Regions from separate parts of the Hordeum vulgare genome. Here region 1 is linked to region 2. The links are chromatin contacts, called in public Hi-C maps. All regions are on one chromosome and are shown on one strand. The core of a region is the stretch at or near the end of the contact, and the rest is flanking DNA. Distances in the headings are between cores, read along the strand shown. Region 1 has its middle 86 kb from the start of LOC123411793. Region 2 has its middle 8.4 kb from the start of LOC123412142.

Region 1 (6,122 bases), core at 3,354-5,853, 740 kb after region 2:
TTGGAATCAGAGAAATGAAAAAAAATCTTCACACGAGTTCAACACACACTTTAATCGTGGAGATTCCATCTCACGAAAGATCTAAAGCTTCTTAAGTATAAGATCAAAAAGAAGCATTCACACAAATTCAACCACTGGTTGAATAATAATTTTGTATTCTCATAGTTACCATGTTTACAAGAATAGGCATTGGTTAAATTTCCTTTTATCTTGATCTCTATGATCCTTTTATTTGTAATATGTATATTTTCAGTGTGCCAGAAATTTTCCCGAGTAAGTGGCTGATCACGTGTGGCAGGGTCAATGAGTTCGTTTATTCTTATAAGAACCTTATTAGACCATCTACAACCGGACCCCTCAAATGACCCCTCATGTGTCCGCGGGCGCGGCCGGTCACTGACAGGACAAAAAGGAGAAGGAAAAAGTTGGCCCAACCGGACCCCTCATATCGTCTTTATATGCCTCGAGTGTTCGCGACCCCTCATATCCATATCTAATATGGGGAGGATATGAGGGCTTGCGAACGTGCCCGGGCACGCACACTCAGTCTGCCACATAGGACGTGACGCCATTCCAGACCAACTTTTTCTTTTCTTTATTCAATTTTTATTTCTCTCTCTTCCACTCCATCAATCACATGCAAGCAATCGGACATATGAGGAAGAAAATAAGGAGTGTGGATGCGCGGACGAACAAATAGGAGACATGCTCGGTCAGTGACGAGGCGCGTCCGCGGGCGTTTAGGGGGTCATATTTGCAATGTTCGTCTGTAGATCCTCTTACCCGAACTGTGATAATTTTCCTTGAGGAACTGGGTTCTAGTAGTTCTTGCAAATATACTTTTCTTTTCAGGTTTGAATTCCTGCCCAGATGCTCTGTCACACATAGGGTGAATCTGTATTGAGCTGACAATTTAGAATATTTCTAGAAGGGTAGTGATTTGACCGAAGACCCCTCCGGCAAGTGGTAAGAGCAACTCTAGCAGTCCCCTTAAATCGTCGACCCATATCACTCGTTTACAGTTCACGAAAAACGCGTTTTGCTTGTCCTCTATGAATATTCTAGTTTACAGTTCCGCTATGTGGGTTATGTTCTATCGCAACCCGCGCGAACCCGCAAAACACATGATTTTCAGAATTTAACACATATTTCAGAATTACACATATCTCAAATTATGTAAAATGTGAATATTATGAATCCAAATTACCATGATTGTTCAAGTCACCAAATAAAACTAATAATTCGTTACAATAAGTGTTTAGAATACAACAATGATACCGATCACACATGAATTTAAATGAAATGAATGTAAAATGGTGCCAAATTTGCCAAATTATGCTCAATGCCTTTGGCCATGCCTCTGCCAATGGTGCTCAATGAGATCCTCTTGGAGCTGATGGTGAGTGTTTGCATCTTCAATCTGTCGGTATGTGTGAAGAAATGCTTGTATACGGTCAGGGTCTCTAGCTGGCTTCACATAGCTACCGACATTGTGGTATAAGGATTTCAAGTTCAAGCTCCTCTCATCTTTGATAATCATGTTGTGAAGAATGACACAACTTGTCATGACGTTGCTCAGGGTTTTCTTGTCCAAAAAACGAGCAGGGCCACGAACAATAGCAAATCTAGTTTGCAAAACCCCGAAGGCTCTTTCTATATCTTTTCGGGCACCCTCTTGCACCTTTGCAAATTCAATATGCTTTTTGCTTTGGGGCTTTTTGATACTCTTCACTAATGTACACCAAGAGGGGTAAATACCATCTGCAAGATAGAACCCCTTTATGTACTCATGCCCATTCACCATGAAGTTGCAAACATGAGCATCACCACTAGCAGGTGTAGCAAACAAATAAGGCCGTTGCAACACATTGATATCATTGAGAGTACCTGGCATACCAAAAAATTCCAAATCCATAAATCCTCTGATGCTACATCCTCTAGCACAATTGTTGCCTTACGAGGCTTGCCACAAAAATTCACATGTCATGCCTTCGGGTAGTTTTTGCAAGTCCAACGTACACAATAAATGCTTCCAAGGAACCTTGCTTCTCATTCGTTGCCATCAACTTCATTGTGTCTTTCTCGTTGGGTGCACGAAGGTAGACAGGACCAAAGACACCGATCATCACTTTGGCGAACCTACGTACTAACTCAATTGTAGTATCTTCACAAATCCAAAGATACTCATTGGCATAATTAGCCGGAATACCATATGTAATCACACGCATAGTGGCGGAGATTTTTTGATAGGCTCTAAAACCCAACAAGCCCGCAACGTTTCTCCTTTGAGTAAAAGCCGACAATTGGCCTCGCAGGTTTGCCCAATTTTTATGAAGAGGGACCGACTCATTCGATACCTTCTCTGAAAGAGGTGCGACGGATAGGTTGGATTGTGTGTGAAGTAATCTTGCATCAACATTAGACTTTTGAGATTGCGGTTGTGAGGGATGCAAAGACGGTCTACGGTCGAATCTCGCCGTCTTTTGCAGTTTTTATCCTCCTCCTCCTTCACGGCTAGGACCGCCACGACCATTTGCCGACGATGGCACTCGAGCATCGATTCCACGTCCGAGTCGTTCGATGAGGACTAATCCTCAAGCAAAAATTACTCGCACAGGCTCAAATCCATCTAAAAATGCGTCATAACTTGCATCAACGAAATTTCTACGGCGACCGTGGGGCTCAAGGGGGAGGAAAAGGGCTCACCGGGGTGCCGGCGACGGTGGCATTTTGGCGAATCGGGGGTGGGCACCGCGAGGCGGCTAGCGGCTGGAGGCGGTCGATCCGGGGTGGCGGCGATGTCGCAGGGGATCGGCCCATCGAATCCGGGGTGGGCGGCCCGATTCAGCTGGTCGGAATGTCCGGAATCGCAGGCGGCAACGGTGGCGACCATCCGCGGGTGGGGATGTGGGGAGAGCGCGAGCTGAAATGTCCCTCCCGCCAACCGCTTCCGTGGAATACAGGGCACCGACGGGCCGAGGGGAAGTGGGAGGATTGTGTTTTCATGGGTCGGGGGGGGAGGGGGGAGGACTGTGTTTTCGCGGGTCGGGGGTGATTTTAGTACGCCCCTCAATTTCATTACGGGTTGCATGATTTTAACGGTTTTTTCGGTCACTTTTTCCGTTGAAAAATGTAAACTAACGGTTATTTTACAGGTCAAAACAATTTAAGGACTATGTTAGAGTTGCTCTAACACACACTGCACAGAAAGGAGAGTATGCTTTTGGATTGATGTGTACAACATGTTTTTTCAGCGGGATGAAGAGTTTTTTTAGCATTAGGCAAAGCAAGGCGTTGATGAGGACACAGAGTTTATTCCCTATAAATTAAGTACGGATCACGATAGAATTGTCGATCGTTTGACAAATTATAATCGCGTAGAATGTATCACAATTGTGTGGATGCATCTAGGACCACCATGTATCGAGAATTTTTTGTCTCTCGACTGTAACTCTATCAGCTTGAAATAAAACTCCTTTTCCGTCACAAGAAAAAAAAGCAATGTGCACAACATGTTTTTTTTGGCAGCATGCAGAGCATCGATTTTTTAGCGTTATGCAAAGCATGTATGGATGTAGTAACGTGCACTACTGCAGCCTCCCACGGCTCATGCTCTCTCCATCTCGGTTGTCAAGAAAAGAGGCTCTCCCTCCATATTTGTTTCGTTATTGGGAATATCCTATTTGCCGCACGTTGTGTCAAGTAGTCGACGCTTCGCACAGGCGAGCGACCGAGCAACCACGCAACGGGCGGCCCATATAACTGTTTGAGCGTTCCGGTTTTGGAATCTTCTAGAGGTTTCAACCGGTTTTCCTAGTTTTGGGAAACTTATAGAAGGTTCCGTGAACCGGTTTTTTCTTTCTTTTTCCTTCTTTCCTTTCCGTTTTTTTCTGTTTCTGTTTTAAAAAATGTTCTTCATTTTCAAAAAAAAGTTCTTCAAATTCAAAAAATGTTCTTGCTTTTTCAAAAAATCTTCTGGATTTCAAAAAATGTTCTGGATTTCGTAAAATGTTTTGATTTTCAAAACGTGTTCTTGATTTTCAAAGACAAATGTATTTTCGAAAAAGTTCCAGAATTTCAAAAAATGCTTTGGAATTTGAAAATGTTCAGAAATTTGAAAATATAATGTTCCTGAATTTGAAAAAATGTTCTGTATTTTCAAAAATATGTTCCAGAATTTGAAACAATGTTCTGAATTTTCAAAAAAATGTTTCGGGATTTGAAAAAATGTTCTGGAATTTTAAAAATGTTCCTTAGTTTGAAAAAAACTTCCAGAACTTTAGAAAATGTTCCATAATATTGAAAAAATGTTTCGGAATTAAAGAAATGTTCTGGAATCTGAAAAAATATGCCAAACTTTGAAAAAATGTTCCAGAATTTTGAAAAATGTTCCTAATTTTGAAAATATGTTCCACAATGTTTTATCAAAATGTTTCGGATTTAAAAAATATTCAGAAATATGAGAAAATATTATGAAATTTTTATCTAAATGTTTTTGATTTTATCCTTTGTTTTCTGTTAGTGGGCCGGCCCAGTCGCGATTCATCTGTGCATCCGCGCGCTGCTGGACGCAAAGAGCAATAGGACCTCCCTACTCGTCATTGTTCTGAATACGAGTAATGTATACTTAAGGGTACACATCATCAAGGAAAAAGTCTCCCTCTACATCTAAGAGGAAACCTCCTGTTTGGCGCCCTAAGTGATGTCGAACGAGCATCATGCACCCCAGCCCGGCGCGCCCTTTTGGGCCGGTCCATGTGTGAGGCGCCTTGTTTTTCCATTTCGGTTTTTTTGTTCTTTTCTTTTTTAAATAACTTGGGATTTTTTTAAAAACCAAATTTTAAAAAAAATATTCAGGAATTCATAAAATTTTCATAGATTCCCAAAAATCTTCATGATTTTAAAAAGCATTTACACGAACTAAGTGCTCAGATGATCATCAGGGTTCAAGTTCTAGGCTTGGTCGCGGTGCTCCGATTTTTCTGAGTTTGTTTCAGATCTTCTGACGATATACATTCACAGCGATAAGATGATTATGTCAACTACAAAGGTGTGTGTGATAACTTATCAATCTTAAGATGATGTGGCAGCTCAATCTATCGGAAGTGCTCATATGCGTAAGATGTGTTCGTTTATAAAGGTGAGTTATATGTCTATATATGAGTCGCTGCATCTGTACTATTTTTCTTTTTTTCTTTGAGAAATAAAAAAATGAAACTAATTTTGGAAAAATATAAATATATTCGAAAAATGCTCGCGAATTTGAACAAATACGCGTGAATATAGCAAATGTTCACTAAAAGAAAAAAAAATGCTCGGGAATTAAAAAACCCATTTATCGATTCACGAAATGTCATGAATTAGAAAAATATTCATGAATTTAGAAATGATTGTCAAAATGACAAAAATAATCATCTATTTTCAAATTGTTTCCATATTTCAATAATTATGCTTTAATTCAATTTATTCTTGATACAGAAAATATACAGAAGTTTCAAAAATAATGTTTAAAATTTACAAAATGTTTATGATTTTGTAAAAGACCGTGAATTCAATACTTGTGCACAAATTTGGAAAATATTTGTGAACATGACTAATGTCCATGATTTCATAAAAATGTTTGTGAATTCGGAAAAAACATGATTTCAAAAATGCTCACAATTTTTTGTAAATTAAGAAATATAGTGAAATAAGAAGTAAATTAAAGTAAAGATAAAGTAAAATAAAAAACAAACATGAAAATCAAAAGAAAAGAAGAATGGAAAGAAGAAAATGTAAAACAAAAAAGAGAAAAAATAAAATAAGAAACTGAAAAATGAAACGAGAAAAAACAACATAAAATAAAAGAGAAAAAAACGATTTGGAATGTTCTTAAACCCGGACAGAGTTAATGGGTTGGCCCAAAATGTATGTAGTAGTAGCGGGCGGTAAGCGCGAGGGCTATCTCTTGCTAGTACCAATTCCTAATACCCCTAAAAAAATCAATTCCTAATTTGTTTTCCATTTTTAAAGGCAGAGCTTTCAACCGCGATGCCGATAGGTTAGCCAAGTTTTTCCATTCTCTTGATAACGGTCGACATATTTGGTTGGTCGAACTCCATGACCTGTTTTATATCCCACAT
Region 2 (5,922 bases), core at 604-3,103:
AAAAGATGAGAGTGATCATTGAAAAGTATATTCTTCAATTAGTCGTTTCGGGTGCCCCTCCATGCAGTGGTTCTAGACACAATTAATGGAACTTCCATAGCCCAGCCTACCTGTGCGAGAAACAACAATGGTTCGAAACAAGCTGGAAGAGCATGTCTCCTATTCGCGACACTCTGCCACAAAATATCACTATTTTGCACAAGCGAGAAAACGATCGAAAGATGGATAGCACACAAGATTCCGGTTTTGTATACCTTTTGGAAGGTCTTCTGATCGGTTTTGAAAACATTCTAGATGGTTCTGGCCCATCCTTATTTCTTCAGTTTTCCTGTTATTTTCTTCCCAACTTATTCTGGGGCTTTCTTTTTTATCTTCCCTTTTATTCTTTTTTCCAAAGGTTTTTCAAAATATTTGGAAGTTCCAAAAGATGTCTAATTTTTTTTGAAAACGATGCTTCGCAATTTTAAAAACCCTTCATTATTCTCCCATAAATCTTCAGAAGATCAAAATATGTTCATTATTTTCAATAGTATTTTTGTTTATTCAAAAAATGTTCACCTATTCAAAAACTATTCTCAATTTCAAAAGTTGTATGTCTTTTTTATGTTCATGGTTTTAAAGTTCTCCTTTTTTTCTCAAAAAATGTTGTCAATTGTAGAAAACGTTATTGTTGTCCAATTTCTTCTATTTTTTCAAAAACAATCTTGTTTTATAAAACATATCGAAAATTTAGAAGTTTTTCACAATTTTCAAAATGTTCCAAATTTTAAATGATGTGTGAACAAAAGATCGAGGAGAGACCGACCAATACAATATATTCCTTTTTGCTACTCTAGAAGTGACTTGCTATAATGCTTTCCTACGACTTTGCCCAATCAGCTACCCCACTTGTGTGTTTGCTGCTATGGATCAACTGACTGATTTTCAAGGATCGGGTCAAGGCGAGCAACGACCGCTTGCCGTGGGGACACATCGTCCCATGTTCGCAGCAGGATCCCCGACCCCCGCAATGACGCTCCGCCGCCGGAGCCTACCACATGTGAAGCTCTATTGTAGCACCACCCGTTGCATCAAAACTCCGGGCGTCATCGTTGAAGCTCCATTGGAGCGCGAGTGAAGCTTCATTGCAGCTCGGGGTACTGCATCGCAGATCTTGGCGCCGCCAGTGAAGCTCCATAGCAACCACCGGTGAAGCTCCATTGCAGCCACCGATGAAGCTTCATAGCAGCTCGGGGCACTGCATCGCACCTCTTGGCGCCATCGATGAAGCTCCGTAGCAACACCGGTGACAATCCATGGCAACACCGACGATGCTCCATTGAAGCATCTACTGGCGGCCCGATGATGCATCTACCCCCGATAAAGCTTCATTGTAGCAGCGGTGCCCCACGGTGGGTCTCTCACTCTGGTGCCAGGATTTGCATTCAGGGCGCTCAGATTTGGGGAGGTGGCGACATACTCTTGAAGATGGTAGAGAAGGTGAGAAGGAAGGTTGTTGGCGCGGGCGACATGGCCACGGCGCTTTGTTGGAGGAAGAGATGGATGAAGATGAGCCTCTGATGGAGACGACGTATGAGAGACATAGAAGAGCTAGGGATGGAGAGGAGCGCTCTGGGGGAAGACGGGATTCTTCGTCTAAGAGATAAGGTGGAGGACGCGTGGGCATGTGGGCCTGTGGGGCACGTGGCGAGCTATGGAGGAGGTTTACAAGAAAGGGAGATCAACCGGTTGATTGTAAACATTTTTCATATTAATAATGGTTCACTACTATGAATCAGCTACTACAATGTGCCTTACCGCTAGGGTGAATGCTATGGGCCGGCCCATTGCGCTCGCGCCTCGTGGGTGCATCCATTATTTCCAGCTTCCAGGCTGAAATTAAGAGGTCTCAACCCAGGTGCATTTGAGGTGGGCTGGGAGTAATGCCACTTGGTGCGCTTGGTCAGTGTCACGTGTTACGCGTTGGGCACGTACACGAGGATATTTTTTTATATTTTCTGCATGAAATTTTTTGTTGTTGTTTTGGGGTCTTTTTATTTTTTTCTTCGATATTTTTTGTTTTTCCTCTAAAAAACAATTGTGTGAAGCATAACTTTTGCTTTCAAAAAAAAAGAACAAGCACAATTGTGCTTATGCGAGAAGCACAACCGTGCTTCCCGAAAAGAGAAAAAACGACTACACTTCCAAAAAAAGAGAAAAACAACATGTGCTTTCCGATAAGAGAAGAGCATAATATATGCTTCCTAAAAAAGGGAAAGCACAACGTGTGCTTGTGCAAGAAGCACAATTGTGCATTCCGGAAATGTTGAAAAAGAAAAAAAATGTACTATTGGACTTTGGCTTTTGTTTTTTTTTCCAGTTCAGTTTCCTATCCAGTTTTTTTTTCTTTTGGATTTCTTGGTTTCCTTTGTTGTTTATGTTTTTTGATTCTTGGTTTTTTCCCCTTATCACAAAAAAGTTTATAAAAAATATTAATATGTGATCTAGTTTTAAAAATCTTGTCGTGGGAAATCCTATGGTAAAAATCGTTTGTGATTTGAACGTTGGTTCAAGAGATCAAATGTTTCGAATTAGCGAAGCTACGAAAGAGGGTAACTCTGAGGTTGCGATATGTGAGGCGCATGTAGTGCGCCAGTTATCACCACCTGAGAAGGTGTGAGTGACCTTCGCGACGTGCCCCCATTAAGGATCAAATGTGAAATGTTTCTTGCAGGTTGGGAACTCCTCCTATGTGAAAAAAATTGCATCATGTAGTTGAGCAAGGAAAATGTTTACAATCAACCGGCCGATCTCCCTTTCTCGTAAACCTCCTCCACAAGACGCCATGTGTCCCACAGGCCCACATCCCACGAGTCCTTCACCTTATCTCTTAGACGAAGAATCTCGTCTTCCTAGAGCGCTCCTCTCCATCCCCAGCTCTTCTCTATCTCTCATACGTCATTTTGGTCTAATGGCTGGCACCCGACTAATTTCCTAGGAAACTAGTCCGTTGATCCGTAGCAGCCGCTTTTTACTATTGCAAACCAGTTTTTGTTGATTTTTTTTACTTTTGCTCTCCCTGTTTTGTCCTTATTTGACATATTTTTTTATAGTTTTCTGTACAACAAATATATTCATAATATAGGATGAAATTTTACCAAAATACACATTCAACATGTTTTAATAAATGGTAAAAAAAATTAAATACAATTAATCTTTTGTAATATATGTTGAAATTTTTCAAAATTCCCATTCAACTTTTTGTTATATACCCTAAGCAATTTCTTAGTAGACACTAAATATTTTGAACATATGCATTGAACTATTTTTAAAGTATGTTGATCAATTTCTTAGTGTATGACAAACATTTTCAGAAAACGTATCATTTTTGTGAAAAACATTAATTTCTTAGTATACGATGAACATTTTTATAATGCACACTGAACTATTTTCCATATACAGTAAACATTTTCTTAATATACGGTCAACTATTTCATAATATATGTTGAATTTTTGTATAATGCTAAAAGAGAGCAAAAAAATAAATAAATAAATAAAGGAAATAGAAGAAACAACCAAACCCATATAGACGGACCAACCGGGGTGTTATGAAGGATGCTTTGGAGGGTGTTTGGTTGGGCTTCCAGCCAGCTTCCGTCTACCGGCTTCTAAGCCAAAAGCTCCTATTTAGGGGCTTCCGGTTGCAGGTGTGGCTTTCGGCCTTGTCACAGCCGCAGCCGAAAGCCACAACTGCAGCTGAAAGCCCCTAAATAGGAGCTTTTGGCTTCAAAGCCGGAAGCCGGAAGCTGGCTGAAAGCCCAACCAAACACCCCCTTGTTAGCGAAGCCAAGCGAGGGTGAGGTGGGCGGCCGTTCTGTGAAGAGAGGAGCAGAGGTATGTGGTTAGACCCGATCCTGGTTATGGAACTAAGCGAGGCGAGGGGACAACGAAGCGGACACGAACATGCAGTCTAGCACAAACCGGGCCGGGTCAGCTTGCCGATTGGTCCTACTCCCTCCGTTCCTAAATATAAGTCTTTCTAGAGGTTCAACTAATGGACTACATACGGATGTATATAGACATATTTTAGAATATAGATACATTCATTTTGCTCCGTATGTAGACATCTAGTAAAATATCTTAAAAGACTTATATTTAGGTACGGAGGGAGTATCTAATTCCCTAAGGCCGAGATTACAATGCAGTAGTTGAACAACATCATCCGAAGGTAGTTGACTAGATTATTGTTTTTTGTCCTCGGTCGAGCGAAGAATGTTGAAGTCGCCTCCCACAGAGCTCGACGAGGAAGGCCTTAGACTGCCAATGATCGATGGGGCCGTATACTATGACAACATTTCATTTGCATTACGAATGTAGTACCACACACTTGTATCTCAGCTGACTTGTATCATATGCATAACTTAAGGAACTACACACTACAAAGTGCTTGAATATTTCATGTGAGAGAGCCTAACACGCGTTTGTTCGCCTTTAAACCAACCTGTGGTTGGATGGTTAGAAGAACTGTGGTATTCTCAACCCACCAGAGTTCAAGTCCTTGTGCTCGCATTTATTTCAGGATTTCGGGCGATGTGTATTCAATGGGAGGAGAAGTGTGCGTTGATGACGAGACGCATATGGTATGTTCGTAAATTTCAAAATGATATGCGGGTTAAGTCTTTTGGATGAGCTTATATGTGGCCATGGGCAGCCCGGCCCGGTCGGTCCGGCCCTGCCCGGCCCGAAAAAGCCCGACTCGGTCCGGCCCGACCTTGCCCATGGACTTGGCTTGGTGTTTTTGCGGGGAAGGGGCCCAGCCCGAGGCTCGAAGCCCGACGAGATTTAGCAATGATTGGTCGGGTCTGGGCCTGAAATTTAGGCCCGATAGCCAGCCCGGGCCGGGCTCGGGCCTAGGTTTTTTAGGTCGGGCTTGGTCTGGCCCAACCCGAAGCCCGAGCGATGATTAGATATAGATGTGCTCACAGGGATAGGACTAACACAAATTTCCGTGCGTTGCAACGAGAATGAAAATTAATGTGTCGAAGAAATAGTCCACCACAGCAGCACAACGACATCAGCATAGTGCCACCCGACAAGAGTAAAAAGGTGCACGTCAGATTTAGAAGAAAAATATTAATTCAACTTCGCATTAGTCACCAAAAGAATACTCAATACCGAGATTAGGTCAGTGCACAATATAGCACTGCTTTATCAATTACATAGTCCATGCCGTGTGCTTCGATTTGATTTGATGTGCATCTTGTCCGTGGTGTGTGTACGTACCACCTAGGACTCATATAGGCCAACCCATATGGTTTCATCCACTTCTCTCGACCAGAGCTTGCTTCTTTGCGTGTTCGAACCTATCTTGAATCTACGACTGCTCTTGTCTTGGCTTTCTTTTTGCCACGTTCTTCTGGCATTTAATCTACGACTACTCTCATCTTGGATTTCTTTTTAGGGAACGCTATGCGTTCATCGAATGATTTTTAAAAATCATCTGTCACCTAGCTAGCCGTCGGATGTCGATTTAACGTCCCGCATCCCTGCCGCATGGTCAGTATTTATTTCCAAAAACGACGCTCGAGTTGCGGAAACTTTCGCTTTGTTGTAAGAAATAAACTTTGGATCCGTTAATTCCTAAAACAACGGTCAAGTTTTCGAAACAATTTGCTTGTTGCACAATTTTTTTTTCGTCTTTCTGTAACATAGGTATTTTTACGGAAGAATTTTTTGCAACAACGGTCGAGTTTCAGGAATTTTTGCAACGAAAGTCACGTTGCAGAAGCACTACCCAGCCGGGATCCATGCTCAACGGAGAGTCGGCACGCGGGTTGGCCTCGGGATGCTGCAGTAACGAGCAGGGAAGCTCCCCGGCGGCGGGATCCGACCACGGGAGGCGGCGGGGCGGCCGGCGAGCTCTTGGCGGCGGGGCGGCCGGTG

What was found. Hi-C and Micro-C count contacts between places; a contact is called where the count stands out from the background.
Region 1: a Hi-C map of leaf shows a contact between it and region 2, with 7 times the contacts expected there. The contact joins two enhancer-like sites. A contact is called at or near these places in 4 of 6 Hi-C or Micro-C datasets (leaf and seedling) and 1 of 1 datasets of contacts at active chromatin or transcription factors (embryo).

Annotation. Positions count from the first base shown.
Region 1 is chr7H:513,097,543-513,103,664 of MorexV3_pseudomolecules_assembly, forward strand. No RefSeq gene overlaps it. Among protein-coding and RNA genes, the nearest start is that of LOC123411793, 86 kb to the right of the region's middle. Within about 2 kb of position 4,604, at least 2 of the 3 cell types and tissues checked have open chromatin away from gene starts, as enhancers often do. A contact at or near this core is called in leaf, where this site is marked.
Region 2 is chr7H:512,363,543-512,369,464 of MorexV3_pseudomolecules_assembly, forward strand. No RefSeq gene overlaps it. Among protein-coding and RNA genes, the nearest start is that of LOC123412142, 8.4 kb to the right of the region's middle. Within about 2 kb of position 1,854, at least 2 of the 3 cell types and tissues checked have open chromatin away from gene starts, as enhancers often do. A contact at or near this core is called in leaf, where this site is marked.